2 separate regions of the Rattus norvegicus genome follow, and region 1 is linked to region 2. A link is a contact called in public Hi-C data. All regions are on one chromosome and are shown on one strand. The core of a region is the stretch at or near the end of the contact, and the rest is flanking DNA. Distances in the headings are between cores, read along the strand shown. Region 1 overlaps Epb41l5 (erythrocyte membrane protein band 4.1 like 5). Region 2 has its middle 20 kb from the start of Tmem185b.

Evidence for each region. Hi-C and Micro-C count contacts between places; a contact is called where the count stands out from the background.
Region 1: a Hi-C map of kidney shows a contact between it and region 2, with 3 times the contacts expected there. The contact joins two enhancer-like sites. A contact is called at or near these places in 3 of 12 Hi-C or Micro-C datasets (hepatocytes, kidney and liver).

What each region holds. Positions count from the first base shown.
Region 1 is chr13:33,274,726-33,280,281 of GRCr8, forward strand. Epb41l5 (erythrocyte membrane protein band 4.1 like 5) reads right to left here. Exons shown (of 25, transcript NM_001401160.1): 14 at 4,212-4,239. Among named protein-coding and RNA genes, the nearest start is that of Epb41l5, 44 kb to the right of the region's middle. Within about 2 kb of position 2,121, at least 3 of the 93 cell types and tissues checked have an H3K27ac peak or open chromatin away from gene starts, as enhancers often do. A contact at or near this core is called in kidney, where this site is marked.
Region 2 is chr13:33,217,931-33,223,441 of GRCr8, forward strand. It overlaps a transcript of Epb41l5 not described here. Among named protein-coding and RNA genes, the nearest start is that of Tmem185b, 20 kb to the left of the region's middle. Within about 2 kb of position 3,026, at least 7 of the 93 cell types and tissues checked have an H3K27ac peak or open chromatin away from gene starts, as enhancers often do. A contact at or near this core is called in kidney, where this site is marked.

The sequences.
Region 1 (5,556 bases), core at 871-3,370, 56 kb after region 2:
GTGTGTGTGTGTGTGTGTGTGTGTGTGTGTGTGTGTGTGTGTGTGTGTAGGTCAGGACAGCTGGCGAGAGGGTCCTTCTACCTCATGGGTCCTTAGGCCTGAAGTGAGAACACCAGGCTTGGGGAGGTGCTTTTATCCGTGGACTCGTCTTATCATACCTCACCCTTAAAAAGGATTCATTCTATTTTTATGTATTTGCGTGTTGTGTGTGTATGCATATGTGCACACATGTATGAGGGTGCCTGAAAAGGCCAGAAGGCAGCGTGAATCCCTTGGAACTGGAGTTGTAGGCAGTTGTGAATGACCCAATGTGGGAGTGGGGAATGAAGCTTGGGGCCTCCACAAGACCAGCCAGCATGCTAAAGCACTGAATCTCAATTATTACATTATGACTGACTATTAAGGGTGCTGCACCACGTCTAGGAGACCCACCATTAAGTCCTAGCTCCCTCTGCCCTTTTTTCTAAAGAGCTGTGGTTGCTGTTCCCAGACTCTATTATACCAGTGAAAGTGACTTCCTAGTCTATGTGTAAAATCTCACCAAGCCTGCTTGGAGCAGAAGTTAGCCTCAGTGAGTCTATGGTCCACTTGTTGCTTTGGAACATTTCTTTTAGCTAGGAATAACTTCATTAATAACCAAAATAAATAAATAAATAAATAAATAAATAAATACAGATTTCAAATGAGAAAAACAAATAAAGTCATATTAAACTAAATCACAACTTCCTGTTTTGAATAATATGAACTTAATAACTAAAAGACAGGGCTTGAGATGTAGCTCACTGGTAGAAACTAAGCAGCAGTGATGAAGAGACAACTGATGTTAATCTAAAATACTTACTAGTAACTTGATTTCTGATCAAAAATGTATATTTAGAGCAACTTAGAGAAGAGCCTCTGTATAAAATACCACATGTAATATCTGACCCTTTTTTGCTCATGTACAGCACTTACTTAATCTCCTTCCCCTTCCCTGTCTCAGAGATGCTCTAACCCAGGTACATATGCAGGCATATGCCTACAGTCTCACCACTCAGGAGAAAACTGTATTTGTAACCCAAAGCATCAACTATCCTTTAAAACACTGCCTTTTCTTAATGTACTTTTAGTTCAAGTTCACAAGAAGGAAAAATATAACAAGAAAAAAGAGACTTATAAACCTGCTACTCAAACCGGTATACTCTATGAGAGAGCAGAGTACAAAGTCAAGAAACTTCTAGGTCAAATAGTTGTACCCTATAAAAAAGGCTCTGTTCTCCATGGTCCACTGGAGCAAAACCATTCATGCAAACAGAGGCAAGGGCAAGAACAGAGGGCATGGATGCCAATATGAACTCGGGTTTTCCAGAGTACTGTATGAGGTTACTTCAGGAGGGATGGCGCTCTCTCATCCTTTAACTTCTGAAAGCCCATATCCAGGTTTATTTATGTGTCTGTGGATGTGTCTGTGTGTGAGTACATGCATGTAACTGTGTCCTTGGAAGCCAACTCAGATCACCTGGGGCTGTGAGCCACTGAACTTTGTTTTGTGTAATTTTTGAGATTAAAACACAATTATATCATGTCTCCCTTCCCTTTCCTCCCTCCAAAGGGCTACCATTTCTTTTTTCTTTTTTTCTGAGCTGGGGACCGAACCCAGGGCCTTGCGCTTGCTAGGCAAGCACTCTACCACTGAGCTAATCCCCAACCCCAGGACTACCATTTCTTAAGTGGCCTGTTTCTGTGGTCTTCTAGAGTCAAAAGCACCACCAATGAAGAGACAATGGCATTTATCCACTAATGTGAAACTAATCAAGAAAGGGACCATGCTTATTTTCATTATGCTCTGATTAAAAATTTGTACTTCAGTACATCTTACAGGAGGGGCTTTTTACTTTGCAAATAAAACTTAACAATTCAGTATCACATCACTGCTTAAATGCTTTCTTCCTATTCCTACTTCTTTCCTGGCCCATCTGTAAGGTCAAAGCAAGACATGACCTACTAATAAGCAACGACATTAAAAACCACAAAGATTACATTACTTCCCAATTTCCTTACAAGCACAGCTTTGAAATAGCTTAGCTGGGAGGAGAAGGGGGGAAGGGAGGTAGAGTGCCCAGAAAGGCTTAAGAGTCCTTGTTCACAGCAGCAGAGTCTTTCTGTAATGGATCACTGATCACAACCCAGCTTGAACAGCTTCAAGTGAATAAAACTGAGGAAGACAATTCAGAAGCTGGAAGTATAATAAACTTAAACACAATAAACAAGCAAATGTAATAAAAATTTCTTTTAAAGGTAAAGTTGACTACTCAGTACCTTAAAATAACAAACCTCTTTTGGAGAAGTCCTAAGTCAGATAGACAGACAGACAGGCTCATCCAGTTACAACCCACACAAAGGTATGTTTATAGGTATTGGCCTGAATCTGATTTGTATCATCATCATCATCATCACCACCACCACCACCACCACCACCACCACCACCACCACCACCACCATTACCACTTTCTTGTTGTTGTTGTTGTTGTTATTATTATTACTATTGTTTTCTTCTTATTATTATTGTTACTACTACTGCTGCTGCTGCTGTCCTTTTTGAGACCAGGTCTTGCTATATGAACAGGCTGGCCCCAGACTCATGGAGATCCAGATCCACCTGCCTCTGGATCCTAAGTGCAGGGATTAAAGGCTTGTGTGCCAGCACACCCAGCTTTGAATCTGATTGTTTAATAAGCATGTGGGAGACACCAATAATACATAATTGTTTCTGAAAATCAAGTGGGACAAACCCCCAAAATGCAAACAAAGCACACTAAGATTTACAAAATGCAATTAAATAGTGCTCAAGGGGAACTTTACAGCTGGAATTGTTACTTAAAAAATTAAAGACTTGGGCTGGGGATTTAGCTCAGTGGTAGAGCGCTTACCTAGGAAGCGCAAAGCCCTGGGTTCGGTCCCCAGCTCAAAAATAAATAAATAAATAAAATAAAATAAAAGACTTTATACTGGGCATATAAGCCTGTAAGCCCACCAGTAGAAAGGCTGAATCAGCAGGACAGAGTAATTTAGTGTAGGGTACACAGCAAGTCCTAAACCCACTTTAAGAAGACATCGAAAGGACAAGTCAGCTGGTGCAGTGCATCCTTCCAATGCTGAGCCCTGAGCGAAGGCAGAAAGACCACACATTTAAGATCACACTTAAGACCTGGCTTCAAAACAACTAAACTCTAGGCCAGCCAAGGCTGCTAAGTGAGAATCTGTCTCACAAACCAACAGAAAGTAACAACACAGCCGCGGTCTGAGGTGGCTGCTGTAGAGCACTCTCCCAGCTGGCCGCATTAGGCCCTGGGTAACAGACGAGAACCCAGGAAGAGGAGGAAGCAGCTAGAGCAAACTAATCTTAAGTAACAAGTAGAAATATTAGAGCAAAAATCAATTGAAGGCTAACAAACTGACAATCTTCAACTGAACTAAGAAAAAAAGGGAAGAAATCAGTTTAAATTAGAAAGGAATCAGGCAAAGCAAAAGATCTTAGAGAAACAACATGATAAAATATGAACTACATTCCAAGGTATTAAGACAGAAAAAAGGGACTAATTTTCCACATTCCCAACCTGACTGATGGGGTAAAAAAAAAAAAAGAAAAAAAAAAAAAGAAAAAAAAAATCTCAATGTCTACAGAAGGTGACCAGATTAAGAATTTTAAAAGCTAACAAAAGATTAATAAATACCATTACAGTGCTAAGAAAGAATTCAGATCAAGTCCTTACAAATTCTTTGCAAAAATTAGGACTCATTTGCCTTCGTATGAATTGCCCTCATACCAAAACTGGCAAAAAAAAAAAATAGTCTAAGAAAAGCATAGAACAAGACCTCTAATGAACACAGACACACAGACACTAATACCAGCAGCTAAATCTAGTAATACAGGGGTAGAAACTATATACAACGACTGGATTCTGCCTAGAGTAAATCGCTTTTACCTAGAAACCCACCTTTCTTCTTTGACATTCTCATTATGAATAACATAGCTACCCTATTCTACTTCTGTAAATAGCTTAATTCTCCTGAACGTTAATTCTATCTGGTGTTTATTTGTTCCCTATAATCCTAATGCCTGTGAAAATTTGACATTTCTTGAGGTTTTCAAGAAATATTCGCTTAACTGCAACCATATCTATCTATCTATATATATCTTCTTAGTTCCGACACTGCAAGGCATTACTTACCCAAGATCGTCAGGCTTTGCTGTGCTTGCTGGCAAAGAGAAAAGGTAACATCTTATTAGTCCAGTCTGAATGACAAATTGCTGTGCTATTTAAAGTAAGACCTTGACTAAGTGCTCTGTAAAAACTTACTTCTCGACCACAGGCTGTGCGCAGGCCTGGCCAGTAAGGCCAACAGCAGCAACCACCGCCAGTGTCTGTTCTCTTATTTACTGCCGTGGGCCTGAGTGTGTGTGTGTGTGGGTAGGTGCACACGAGCGCAGTGTACCTGGAGTTCCAAAGGCAGCATCAGATCCCTTGGAGCTGGAGTTATAAGCGCCTGTGAGCCACTTGATATGGGTGCTGGAACCGAATTCAGGTCTTCTGCAAAAGCCGTATGCTCTCTTAACTACTAAGTCATCCATCTTTCCAGCACCCTACTCTACGTTCACATTTATTTTATTTAGAAGCTTGTGTATGTGAGTGCGTGTGTATGGGCAGGTGCCTGAGAGCAAAGGGGTAAGATTCCCCTGAGCTGGAGCTCCAGGCGACAGTGACTCATCGGACACAGGCTAAGACCCTCTGGAGGAGCGCATCTGCTTCTAACTGCTGAATCATCTCTGCAGCCCAACATCTATTCGTCTTAAAATTCCATTAAAAATGTCTTTCTGTGTTTGCACGTCAGTGTCACAGAGCATGTGTAAGATCAAAAAACAACTCGTGGGAGTCCATTTTCTTTTGCTGAAATGGCCTGGGCCCTGCAGGTCAAACTCAGGTCAGGCTCAGTGACGAGAAACTGCACTCATGAGCTCGGCTGCCAGCCACATCTGTCTTTTAAACAAACTGACTTTCTCTAAGTCTCCTGGACCATGGCAACTGATTCTGAGTTCTGTCAGTAGAAGGATGAGATAATAAGGCTTTAAACCATCACGGAATTATTTAACTCAGAATCATATATTTAAATTCACAACCACAACAAAAACTGAGTATAGATAAGGCAAAAACATGAATTTAAAAACCACTGCTAGAGAGACAGCTCGCGGCAGATGTGTCGTGAGTGGTGCTAACGACCTGACGTAGACATGCTTAAATTCATTTGTATTTTAGAAACCAAACATACGCTTTAATTTATGTATAATGTTAACTATGCACTTCTTACACAGTTGAAATCTCTTAAGTGCCAGACAGCACTTATGAATTTGTAAATATCTATGCATGACAGACATTGATAAAATTTTATTTAGTGAGATTTCTCATTAGTAAATTGTAATATGGAACAATATCATTTACTCATCTTTATTTTATATTATTTGTTTTTCCAAGAGAGGGTTTCTCTGTGTAACAGTCCCAGCTGTCCTGAAAGTAACTT
Region 2 (5,511 bases), core at 1,776-4,275:
CGACTCGGGCCCTCATGAGCCACCATCCTGCTTTGTGTGTAGCCGTCTCTGCAGCACGCACTCAGTCTTTACCACTCTGTGAAGCAGGTGTCATTATAAGCACCCCCATGTGACACGGGCCAGGCAGAAGGGAACGGTGAACAAGGTTTCAACAGGGTTTAGCCATGTTCTGTAGTTCTGCAATATTCTAAATGGCTGGTTTCCAAATGTCATGGGACTTCGCATTCTTAGCCATGGACTTTATACTCTGAAAACTGTGCAGGGACCCAGTTTGACTTGATGCAGCCATGCTGAATTGTCACGTTGGCTTCTGAGTAACACCATGGTTCCCCCTTCTGCGGTCTCTCAGCATACTCTAGAGCAGGGGTTCTCAACCTTCCCAACGCTGCAGCCCTTTAATACAGTTCCTCGTGTTGTGATGACCTCCAACCATAAAATTATCTCGTTGCTACCTCAAAAACTGTAATTTTGCTGTTGTGAATTGTAATGTATCTGACACGCAGGATATCTGCTTTGCAACCCATAAAGGGGGTCATGTCCCACAGGTTGAGAACCACTGATACAGATAAACAAAACCCCTAGGGTGGTGTGTGGAATTCTGTAGCCAGACTCTAGTCCTGTCGGCATCAGGAATGTGCCTGGCACCCTTGATAACAGCTTGAGATAAACTAAGAACATTCCAGTTTCATCTTCTGACTTGAGTTTCAGGGATCCAACAGTCCAGTTGCTGCTCTGGGCCAGGCTTCTCTGAGCCCAAATGAAATTGCACCCAATACTCCTGGATCTGTCTGCTTTTCTTCAGCCTCTCTGCGCTTTCTGCTGATGGAGAGCAGTTCTTTCATACTGGATTTCTCTGAACAGCAGACCCCTCTGACTCTCTGGCTCACCTGACAGTTATGCCGAATGATCAGTACCGCCAGCCTAAGGTCCCTAGAGATCAGGAAGTGTGTGAAATTATGTGGCAGACCTCCCATTTGTCCAGATTTGTAGGTCTGTAACTTGAAACAGAATTTCCAGCCAGGAGCAAGCTGGGGGTGGAGCTTGTAGAATACCTGGTTCAATCCCAGGCATCATAAAACTGGGTAAGATGGTGCACATCTTTATTCCCAGCACTTGAGAGATGGAGACAGGACAATCAGGAATTCAAGATCATCATAGTGAGCTACAGTAAGTTTCTGGCTGGTCTTGAGCACTAGACCATTTGTGTGTGTGTGTGTGTGTGTGTGTGTGTGTGTGTGTGTGTGTAATTTTCTAGATTAACTTGTGTTTTTTATTATTTTATTTATTTACATTACAAATGTTGCCCCCTTCCCCCCCCCCCCGAGTTCTTCACCTTCTCCCCTCTGGCTCTGAGAAGGTGCACCCCTCTCTCCTAGTACCCTCATTCCCTGGGGAATCAAGTCTCCCCAGGATTAGGCTCTTCAGGTTGGTGGCTCTGAAGGCTGCAGGTTGGTTGTTCTTCCTATGGGGTTGTCATCTCCTTCAGCTCCTTTCAGGTGTCCCCTAACTCTTCCATAGGGGTCCTCAACCTCAGTCCAGTGGTTGGCTGTAAGGATCTGCATTTGTTTCAGTCAGCTGCTGGTAGGGCCTCTCAGAAAATGGATGCTTCTCTTCCTCTGTGTCCCCTCCACCCCACCTCCTCTGTTTTTTGAGACAGGGTCTATGTAGTCCTGAAACTTGTTGGCCTCAAACTCAGAGACCAGCCTACTTCTGTCTTCTGAGTGCTGGAATTAAAGTACTTGGCTACCTAGAACTCTTAAAGAAACAGTACATTGGGGGATTGGGGAGCATGCCAGGGGAGAGAACATATGGTGGTCAGAAGTGCTGGCTGTACTCAGGAGAGAGGAGGAACCCAAAAGGAAGGCACATGAACACACATCCCTGACCTGTGTGTGGATGTTTGCTTTGTTTTAACAATGATAAACTCTCCCTGCGGGGATCCCAGATCCCCACAGGAAGGGACTCTGTGGAGCAGCAACGGAGCCATGATTCTTAGCTGCAGCTCTGTTTCAAGACAACAAGCAGTAGCAATGGAAGCAGACAAGAACCAGACAGCAGTGAGTCAGTGCCCTGGAGTCTCAAGATCTGGGCCACAAGCTTGAGACAAGTCCCTGTCGCTCTTTGGGGCTGTTTCCTATCTATACACTGAGGATCCCGAACAGGTCATCTTTCTTTAGTTTGTGCATGGGGGTGGAGGGGGTGTGTGTCACTCTCATGTAGCCCAAGCTAGCCTTAAAGTCCTTATGTGGTCAAGGATGACTCGAGCTCCTGATGCTTCTGCTCCTCCCTCCCATGTTGGGGTTAAGTGAGCTCATTTTCATGCCTGGATGAATGGTAGTGAACTCCAGACTTTGTGCTGGGTAAATGCTCAACTATCCCGAGGAGCCAGGACAGCTCATCCTGTTTCTTCCCCCCAGCACCGTGCGAGCCTAGGAGCATGAGCTAGACTTACTCTGGCCTAGGACATTTGTGCTCCCTGTTGTTGACGAACAGAGCATCCCGAGTTCCTCTAGTCTGACCCGTCGGGGCCTTGACTGTAACTGACCCAGGATCTGCTACCTCAGCACATGCAGGCTTGCCGAGTGCAGGCCTCAGAAGCCCACCTGGTACTTGGGGTGTTTTGGAGCTTTCAGGGAAGTGCAGCCTGGGCAGGGGCCCCACCCTCTGAGTCAGAACAGCTGGGTGGAAACCTGTCAGCACCAACACCCACTTCGTTTCTGTCCACGACAGCTTCCTGTGGCTCTGGAGAACAATTCACTTTTCCCATGGGTTGTCCTGCTTATGTCAGAATGGCTTTTGTTACTTATTGTCAGGCATTTTCTTTAGTTTCCAGCACAGGTGAAGGCTGAGCAAAGCCCACCTTTCTCCAGGAAAAGGAGGGGATGGGAGAAAGGTCTGACTTTCCTGGAAGCCTTGCTGCCTTGCTACCAGGAGAAGCCTGACAAATGACCTGGACAGTCATGCTGTTCACAGAAGGGATTGGGGAACAGAAGGTGGAGGCAGAGTCATACTGCATGGGTCCTTTCAGGATAATACTGACACGGTAGTCTGAGGTGACTAACTCTATGCCTGTGGGTAGTAAGCAGTGTGCACTCAAGTCCCAGATATGTATATACTATTCTGTGTTCCCCAGCATGACGCCGTGGCCTTCCATGACACCGTGGCCTTCCAGGGTAGCTTACGTATGACCAGTCAGAGTTTTTCAGTTTGAGACAGTGTTGCTCTAGTCTATGCTGACACTCCGACAGTGCTGGGAGGGATTACAGGTATGTACTGTACTGTGCGCTGACCAATGCCTTCAAAAACTTTGTGCTGTGTGCATGTTCACGTGTGTAAGTGCAGAAACATGCATATGGAGGTCAGAGGACAGCCTTATGTGGAGATTCTGGCCATCCATTGAGGCAGGGTCTCTCGTTTATCTCTGCAAAGGGGCCCGTGAGTTTCAGGTGATTCTTCTGCCTCTGCATCCCCCATTGCAGGAGTGCTGGGATTATAGGTGTGCTACTGTGTCTGGTTTTACACAGGCTCTGGGGATCTGAACTCAGGTCTTCATACTCGTGCAGCAAGTGCTTTACCCACGGAGGTATCTCCCCAGCCACCAGTGAGGGTTTTGGTCTTTGGAAACATTTCCACTCCCAATCTCCTACACCCACACTGACAGGAATCCCAACTGTGTCAGTGCAGCAACTCACTCCATCTGGTCACTTCTAATGGTGGCTCGGACTTAACAATTTAGCCAGGGCCATTCATGCTCAAGAAACAGCACATAAAACATGAACATCTGTGGAGTTTTATTGGAGTGGGTCATATCTAGAGTTCTTGTTCAGTGTATAGACAACTCACAGTTCAGTGCAGTGCTTCTTATACAGGCCACATACAACAGGAAGTCACTGAATATAGTGCACGTGATACAAAAATAAATTACAGTTCCAAAGCTACTGCAGAGCTTAACAACTAGAAAAAGTAAACACAAAATAGCTGGTGAGTCCTCATAACCATCTATTGTATCCAGATGTGAAAACAGAAAGAATACAGAGTTCCATGAAAACACACACACACAGATACACACACACAGACAGACACAGATACAGATACACACATACAGACACAGATACAGATACACACAGACACAGATACACTCACATACACACACACAGATACACACACACATACACACAGATACACACACACAGACACAGATACACACACACAGACACAGATACACACACACACACACAGACACAGATACACACACACACACAGATACACACACAGACACAGATACACACACTGATGCACACACACAGATACATACACACGGACAGACACAGACACAGATACACACACACAGATACACACACACAGATACACACACACACACACACACACACACACACACACACACATACACACACACGTAAGAAGGAATCCTGAGCATTAGTGGACATCACTCCCAACAGTGCAATAAGGAGGCAGAGAAGCGGCCCCAACAAGTTCGCACAGCGGAGCACAGCTCAGGACAAGTTCCCACAGTGCAAACCAAGTCCTGAAGCTGGCAACACAGGAAGGTTTCTTGTCCATTCTGACCATCCAAACCCAAGTTTATTTATTTCCTGAAAAGAAGCATCAGTGATCTATGACCCACATTCTTTATTGTATACATGTATGAAGGTTTCCAGTCAACTGGATGGCCAAAAGACGGATTAAATAACAGGACCAAGACTGTAACGGCTGAGAGAGACCCACAATCTCATCTGGCAGCCCTGTGGACAACTCCACAGTGTCCAGAGGTGCTGCCTGCCCGAGTGGCTGCTAGAGCTGCAGAACATGAACTGCAGGCAGCGCTCTCCTGTGCTCAGAGCTGGAGGCAGGTAAACCAGCTCCAGGGAGTCAGCTGTGCTGAGCGCTGCCCTCTGTGCTCTACAGCACCAGCAGAACTGGTTACCGAAGTAGCTGTGACCTCAGGCTCTCTACAGAACAAGCGCAGTGGGTCTGGGGACATAGCTCGGTGGCAGAGTACCTCACCATGTAGCCTCAGTTTGCCTGCAGCTCAGAAATGCTGAGTGATGGGGTTAAAGGGACCAGCCACCATCTCCACTCCAAGGTCCTGGTTCTGATCCCTAGCAACTCAGAAACAAAGCCAATCAAACAAAAAACTTGTCAGAACAAGTACATGCTAGGCTTGGTGGTTCATGACTGAAAATCCAGCACCTGGAAAGCTGAGCCAGGAGGATTGCTAGGAGTTCAAGACCATTATGGGTTACATAGTGAGACCCTGTCTCAAAACAACAAAACAAAGTGAAACAACACAAAACAACAAATGAGTATGAAACCTGTCAAATGAAAAGACAAGAACCTTACTTAGAAAATAAGTTCCCGGGTGCACTGGCACAGGCCTTTAATGAAGCACCCAGGAGGCAGAGGCAGAGGCAGAGGCAGAGGCAGAGGCAGAGGCAGAGGCAGAGGCAGAGGCAGAGGCAGAGGCAGAGGCAGAGGCAGAGGCAGAGGCAG